2 separate regions of the Mus musculus genome follow, and region 1 is linked to region 2. The links are chromatin contacts, called in public HiChIP or PLAC-seq maps. All regions are on one chromosome and are shown on one strand. The core of a region is the stretch at or near the end of the contact, and the rest is flanking DNA. Distances in the headings are between cores, read along the strand shown.

What was found. HiChIP or PLAC-seq counts read pairs in DNA pulled down with a chosen protein or histone mark.
Region 1: a contact with region 2 is called in an H3K27ac HiChIP or PLAC-seq map of microglia, with 6 times the contacts expected there. The contact joins two enhancer-like sites. A contact is called at or near these places in 3 of 39 promoter capture datasets (3T3-L1-derived adipocytes, liver and pre-B cells), 2 of 115 datasets of contacts at active chromatin or transcription factors (extraembryonic endoderm stem cells and microglia) and 1 of 9 other capture datasets (adipose tissue).

The regions. Positions count from the first base shown.
Region 1 is chr11:117,990,185-117,993,365 of GRCm38.p6, forward strand. All of the region lies in intron 1 of Pgs1 (phosphatidylglycerophosphate synthase 1), which reads left to right. Among named protein-coding and RNA genes, the nearest start is that of Pgs1, 4.9 kb to the left of the region's middle. Within about 2 kb of position 1,692, at least 155 of the 459 cell types and tissues checked have an H3K27ac peak or open chromatin away from gene starts, as enhancers often do. A contact at or near this core is called in microglia, where this site is marked.
Region 2 is chr11:117,717,098-117,720,530 of GRCm38.p6, forward strand. All of the region lies in intron 4 of Tnrc6c (trinucleotide repeat containing 6C), which reads left to right. Among named protein-coding and RNA genes, the nearest start is that of Tmc6, 62 kb to the right of the region's middle. Within about 2 kb of position 1,849, at least 23 of the 459 cell types and tissues checked have an H3K27ac peak or open chromatin away from gene starts, as enhancers often do. A contact at or near this core is called in microglia, where this site is marked.

The DNA.
Region 1 (3,181 bases), core at 442-2,941, 270 kb after region 2:
AGAAAATCGTTTCTTATTAGTGATCTTGAAATACTGTTGCTTTCTCTGAAGCAAGTGTCTGACTCACTGTCATTGAGAGAACTAGACAGTTCATTTATTCCTCGTGTGGATGGGTCATTGCTCTTCTAGGCGAGATAAAGGCACAGCCCTGCCTTTAAAGTGTTTCAGCCTATGAGCAGACAGTTCCAGGAAAGTAGGGTGGAAGGTCATAGTGACACCCAGGAGAGGCTTCTGAGATTATGGAAGGCTCCCAGTGGCAGAGCCCAGAGCTGTTTGGAATGAAGCAAAGTGAAGAAGGGGGAGTGGGCATTTAAGGGGGGGTGATGTGAGCAGGCGTGGGGGGGGGGCAGTGCTTGAACCATTTCTAGCAGCTGATGGAGTGTTGCTAAGTAGGAGAGGAGCTAGGAGCAAGTCAGTGTCCTGGGCCAGAGACCTTGGAGGCAAACGCTAGGTCCTTGTGTGATTTCGTTTGTGAATGGCGCAGGCCTGAGATTGGTGGTGGAGGTGCTCCTGTGATGTCAGGGCAATGGGAGGGAAGAGTTAGTCCTGCACTGGGGATGCTGCTGAGGTAGGGCGTCGGGTGACTGAACCGGAGTAAAAGCCACAGGTTTGGGGAATGATGATGAGGTCATTTGTGGCCTGTGAGCTGCAGCCAGGTGGAGGTGCCCAGTGCTCAGAAGCCCACGCCTAGTGATGCACAAAATGGGCTCCTTACTGGAGCAGGTGAGACTTAGTGGGAAGTGTATAAAGAGGGGGTTCTGTCCTCATCTTGAATTTGTTTGCCATACAAGAAAGTATCCTCTTGTGGCCTGTAGACTTTCCTTTAAAGCAATATTTATTTATTAACTATGTATAACAAAATCTTATTTTGTGGGGGAGGGGCGGCGAGACAGAGACACTGGTCCAATTCCTGGCTTGTGAGAGGGAACCAAGTAACCATAGAGGGAAGGGTCTTTGAACGGTGTGACTTTGGAGGGTTAGTGGACATCCTGAGAAACTTCTACTGAGGAATTTTCCCACTGCAGGGTTACTCTCCTTTGACCATTTCTAATGTGGGGGCTCGGCCTTCCCAACTCATTAGAGCTCTGTCCTTTGGCTTATTTTAGTTTTTGACACATCGTCTTATGTAGCCCAGGCTAGCTTCAAACGCGAACAGCTGATCCACTTGCCTTCAAGTGCTTCTTATTTCAAGTACTATTCACTGTGCTCTGCTTCCCTGAGTTTGTCAACGTTTTCTGGTTGTCCTGGGTTTGAACACAGGACGCTTACATATGCTGAACAAGCACTTTGCCACTGAGCTAGTCCTCAGTCCTCAGTCGCCTCCTGATTTATTATTTAGGGCAGTGAGAGCAGGTGGCAGAGAGAATCTGGAACCAAGGAATAGTTTCTCAGAATTCTCAGCTGATTGACTTTTAGTTGTAGCTTGGTAAGTTGCTGTTGAGTTTCCCTGAGTGTGACTTAGCTGGTGTGAGTGGGGCCCAGCTGGGCACATGCTGCTAAGCAGATGGAGAGCTGCCTGGGATTAAACCACTCAGTTCCTTCCATATCTAATCCTCTCTGTAAATACTGACTTAAGTCAGTAAAGGAGACAGCCTGACGGGAGCCCTCGGGGGCAGGTATGGTCCATGTCATGCTTAGTTCCTGCTGTGCCTCAGTAGCCGGCAGCTCTTCAGTCCCCAGTGTCACTGACTTCCCTTTAGCTTGTGGTCAGTGTATAGCTGGAGCGGTGCTTGCTGGGGAGTCCAGTGGCCACAGTGTTGAGTAACCGAGAGCATCACTTCCCTTCCTGGGCTCAGACGGCAGAAGTCAGGAAGGGCCTCTGCTGCCAGGGCTGCAGGAAGTACAGACTTCTCAGGAAGCTATGACTGTTGATCTTCTCATCAGTTACCTTTACGTGTAAATATGTAAATGTGGGGGAGTGGAGGGTGGACTCTTCTGAAAAAGTAGTTTCTGAAAATGGGATGACCAAATACCACAGTTTCTTTTAAAGACTTGGAGGGAAGGGCAGGGGGTGTTTTTGGACAGATTTGACTGGGATCCCATCAGTCTTTGCCAGGAACTCTGTGTGTTTCCCAGAGGGAATGAACCCTGAGGCCGATGTGCAGGACACAGCATTCCTGGCCATTGAGGGTTCTCTGGTAGGGCAGGCAGTCTTTCAGCTTCACAGCACTGTCCAAAGCTGAGCAGGTTGACCTACAGTTTGTATCCCCAGAGCCAAACAACTGTCATCTTGGTCTTTCAGCTGTGTGGACTTGAAAAGAGATCTAAGCTGGGCTTGTCTCTTCACATCTATCCTTCATAGATGGTCTGGGAGGGTCACAAGACCCACACCTGAGCAAGTATTCTCTCTTTAACACCTGCTGTATGCAAGACTGCTGCTTACAGCACATGGCCCTAGAGCAGGGGTAAGGTATATAGGCTGGCGAAGACTGCAGAGAGGGGGCTTTGGGGACATCATTTTCCCTGCTTCTGGTGTGTCCTTCTTGTGGGGAGCACATATGCTGACCCATCCCCTGTGCTCTGTCAGGAAGCCACTCATGTAATTCATGAGTACATGAGTAAATTCATGTACTCATCCAGAGTGAGCCTTGGTGTGTTGTTGCCTACCCTGGGAAGGAGTTTTAGTCCTACTGTCTCCCGAGGGTGGTGGCAGCACTGGGACTGTGGCTTCAGAGGTGAATTGCAGACAACACTGTGCTTCTGGGGTTGTCTCTCCGCTAAGAATAGGGGAGCTAGGCTGGGTCTCACCATGGCTCACCCATAGGCAAGGCAAGCCAGTGTCTTTCCACAGGTACTTGGAGCCTCAAAATGCTTGGTGAGATGAATGGTCCTGCTGCGCCACCCAAGGTGCTTTCTGTGGGGTGGCAGTTTGGCTATTCTGAACCCAGTTGATGCTGGGGAGGAGTGTTGAGGGGGAAACTGTTTTACCTGGGACTCATGTACACCAGGCTGACTTCGCCATCCATTCAGGGGCCCAGAGAAGCATGTACATGCTGTGTGCTGGGGTGGTTGAGTCTGTAGGTCGTTGGGATGATGGGAAGAAGCCTATTTCTCTGCCTGACCCACTTCCACCTTTCACACTCGTGCTCCCTCCATAGGACCCTGCCTATTGGCTTTCCAGTCATTCCTGAGTTCAGGGAATTTGTCTGCAACATCTCCAGGAAGCCTTAATTCTGTTGGC
Region 2 (3,433 bases), core at 599-3,098:
CAGTCAGAGCCTGGTTGCCAAGGGCCATCTTTTCCACAGGGCTGCAGCTATTTCCTCTCCCTAAAGCAGGAGAGAAACAGACCCTGAGCCTGGAGCAGCTGCTTCTCCCAGCCAGAGTGACAGGCAGCTCTGAGCTGCAGTGCTGCACTGAGCAAAGCCATGACCATGGTGCTGCCTACCTACCATGCTGCCAGACACTCCAGGCAGGCACACCTTCCCTACACTACCCCTCATTGTCTCCTCATACTCTCAACCTTGACATGTCGTCTCTTGTACGGAAACACGACGGCAGATTATTCTTTTAGAGACATTATCGTTTACAGCAAATTTTTCTGTGTTCCACATTGCTGGTTGTCTGGGCTGTAGCAGCGGACAGATGAGATGGGAGAGATTCTGCCCCTCCGTTGGAGGAATTTAGAACACAAAGTACTTTCTCCCTTGAATTTTTTAAAATTAATTTATTTTTTATTAGCTATTTTCTTTATATACATTTCAAATGCTATCCCAAAAGTTCCCTATACCCTCCCTCCGCCCTGTTCCCCTACCCACCCACTCCTGTTTCTTGGCCCTGGCATTCCCCTGTACTGGGGCATATAAAGTTTGCAATACCAAGGGGCCTCTCTTCCCAATGATGGCCGACTAGTACTGGTTAGTTCATATTGTTGTTCCACCTATAGGGTTGCAGACCCCTTCAGCTCCTTGGGTGCTTTCTCTAGCTTCTCCCTTGGGGGCCCTGTGTTCCATCCTATAGCTGACTGTGAGCATCCACTTCTGTATTTATTTGCCAGGCACTGGCATAGCCTCATACGAGACCGCTATAACAGGGTCCCTTCAGCAAAATCTTTCTGGCGTATCCAATAGTGTCCGGGTTTGGTGGCTGATTATGTCTCCCTTGGATTTTTATATGAAGTCAATTTTACATGTGGTAGAGAGGGAGGGTCTCAAGAGCTAACGACAGCTATGCTCTTTGACCCAAAAACCAGAGGCAAGGAATCTGTGCTCACAGTAAATATTAAGGGACACACATGGTCAAAACCACCAGGGACTGCTTTCTCCAGTTTGTGGTTTGTCATTCAGTTAAAAGACCTGTGGTGGTGAAGAACAAACTCCTTTGCTGTTTGTGTGAGTGCCAATAAAAGCATTCAACAGAGTCCTAACTTTCCTACCTGACCAAGTCACTGCCTGATATGGATGTGGCTTACTATAGCTTTTGGGAGGTCTGTGTTATCCTCTGGCTGGGGAGAACGCTCAGGGGCTAAGAGCACTGACTGCTCTTCCGAGTGGTCCTGAGTTCAGTTCCCAGCACCACATGGTGGCTCACAACCATCTGTAATGGAATCTGATGCACTCTTTTGGTGTGTGTCTGAAGACAGCTACAGTGTACTGGTATAAATAATAATAAACAATATTTTTTAAAAAGAGAAAATTTTATCCTCATAGGGTAATGTGGGTATTTAAACATCAAGAGGAAAGCTTTTTCCCTTGTTGTTGTGATTCAATCCTTTAATTATTTTTATTTTTTATTTTTTTGGGTTTTTTGAGACAGGGTTTCGCTGTGTAGCCCTGGCTGTCCTGGAACTCACCCCGTAGAGCAGGCTGGCCTCGAACTCAGAAATCCGCCTGCCTCTGCCTCCCAAGTGTAAAGGTGTGCGCCACCACCGCCCGCTGATTTAATCCTTTTGGATTTAGTCACTTAAGACAGCTATGTTGCTTAGATTTTTATAGAGGCTACTATTTATAGAACATATAAGCCATTTAAACAGGAAAAAGAGTATTTAGCGTTACACTTGAACCTCATTTATCTTCCCTTTTTAGGGGAGTTGCACTGATGTGTGGTAACTAGCAGGAGAGTCTTGTTTTGAAGCATGAGTTTTGGTTCCTCACTACTTAGGAGTCTCAGACTTCAGCTGGTCACCCCACTTCCCTCACCTTCTCTTCCCTGTGTGCACAGTGGGCCAGGTTTGTTTGTGAGCCTCACTAAGCTTAGGCTCATACTGTGGTCAGCACCAACCTTTGAACATAGAGAGCTTCGTTTCCTGCCTATCCCCCAGCTATGTTAGTTTTTACGTCAAGCAACAAAGCTTGTGTAACTATTTTCAAAGGTTGATATTGAACACAATATGTTCCTTCTGATGACTGTGATAGTTCTTCAAGTGGTCTTGACTTTCCCTGAGCTCCATCCAAATTAGGAGAGTGGGAAGCTGGAGAGGTGGCTTAGAGGTTAAGAGCGGCTGCTCTTCCAGAGGACCCAGGTTCAATTCCTAGCACCCACATGGCAGCTCACAACTGTTTATAACTCCAGTTCCAGAGGATCTGACACCCTCACACAGGCATATATGAAGGTCTAATACCAAATGTAGATATAAAAATTAAAATGTTAGAGTATATCAGTTAGGGTCCTCCAGAGGAGCAGACTTAGAGCGGGAATTATGTGGGGTTTGTTATACGCTAATCCAGCAGTGGCTGTCTACCAATGGAAGGTCTGAGATTCCAGCAGTGATTCAGCCCACGAGGCTGGATGTCTTAGCTGGCCTTCAGTGTACAGGAGAATTCCAAAGACGTAGGCTCCACTGCCAGTGAAGGCACGGGCTTTACAGCTGGAATGAGCAGGCTGTTAGCAAGCTTGCTTCTTTGTCCTTATAGAGGCTGCCTGCCAGGGTGTAGCCCAAAGCAAAGGTGGATCCTCCCATCTCAAAAGATCCAGGTTAAAAATGTGTCTTCCCACTTCACATGATTTAATTCAGAAAAAATATCCCTCCCAGATGTAAACGAGTTGACAATGAGGAATATCCCTCCCAGGTACACACTTGTCAACTGAACACACAGTTATATCTCAGCAGATGGTATTGTAACAGGAATAGAACCTGTAGGCATTTGGGCTAGTGGCTTCAGGACCTTCTTGGGTCCGATCATATATATTCTGTGTCCATTTGATTGGATTGCTGCTGTATACATCCTAGTTTATAAGTTGGAGGGTTTGGTAATACTCAGCTCATGATAGAAAGTTCAAGTTGCATGATAACTTGGTGGCCCATTGATTGTCAAATGATCAATTTTCACTAGCAAGCCAAGAGCTGTCTTTCAAAGAGAGAATAGTTGTCTGCAGCCAAGGGTTGGTCCTTGCTCCTAAATCCCAAAGGTCTCTGTGAGTCATCTGTAGGCCTGCTAAACACCCTAACAACATCCCTGTCTACCACTGAGACCTCAGGCACCATTGGCTCTGCAGGACCATATGGTCCAATTGGTAGAGCAACCTGCATAGTAGCCTGGACCTGTTGAGAAGTCTTCTCCTGTTCAGGCTCCACACGAAGCTAGCACCTTCCCAAGTCACTGGGTCTACGGACCCTGAGTAACACACCCAAGTGAGTAGATGTGCTGTCTCCAGAATCCAGACAGGCCCATTAAACGCTTCTTTCTAAGTGCAGTAACTCAT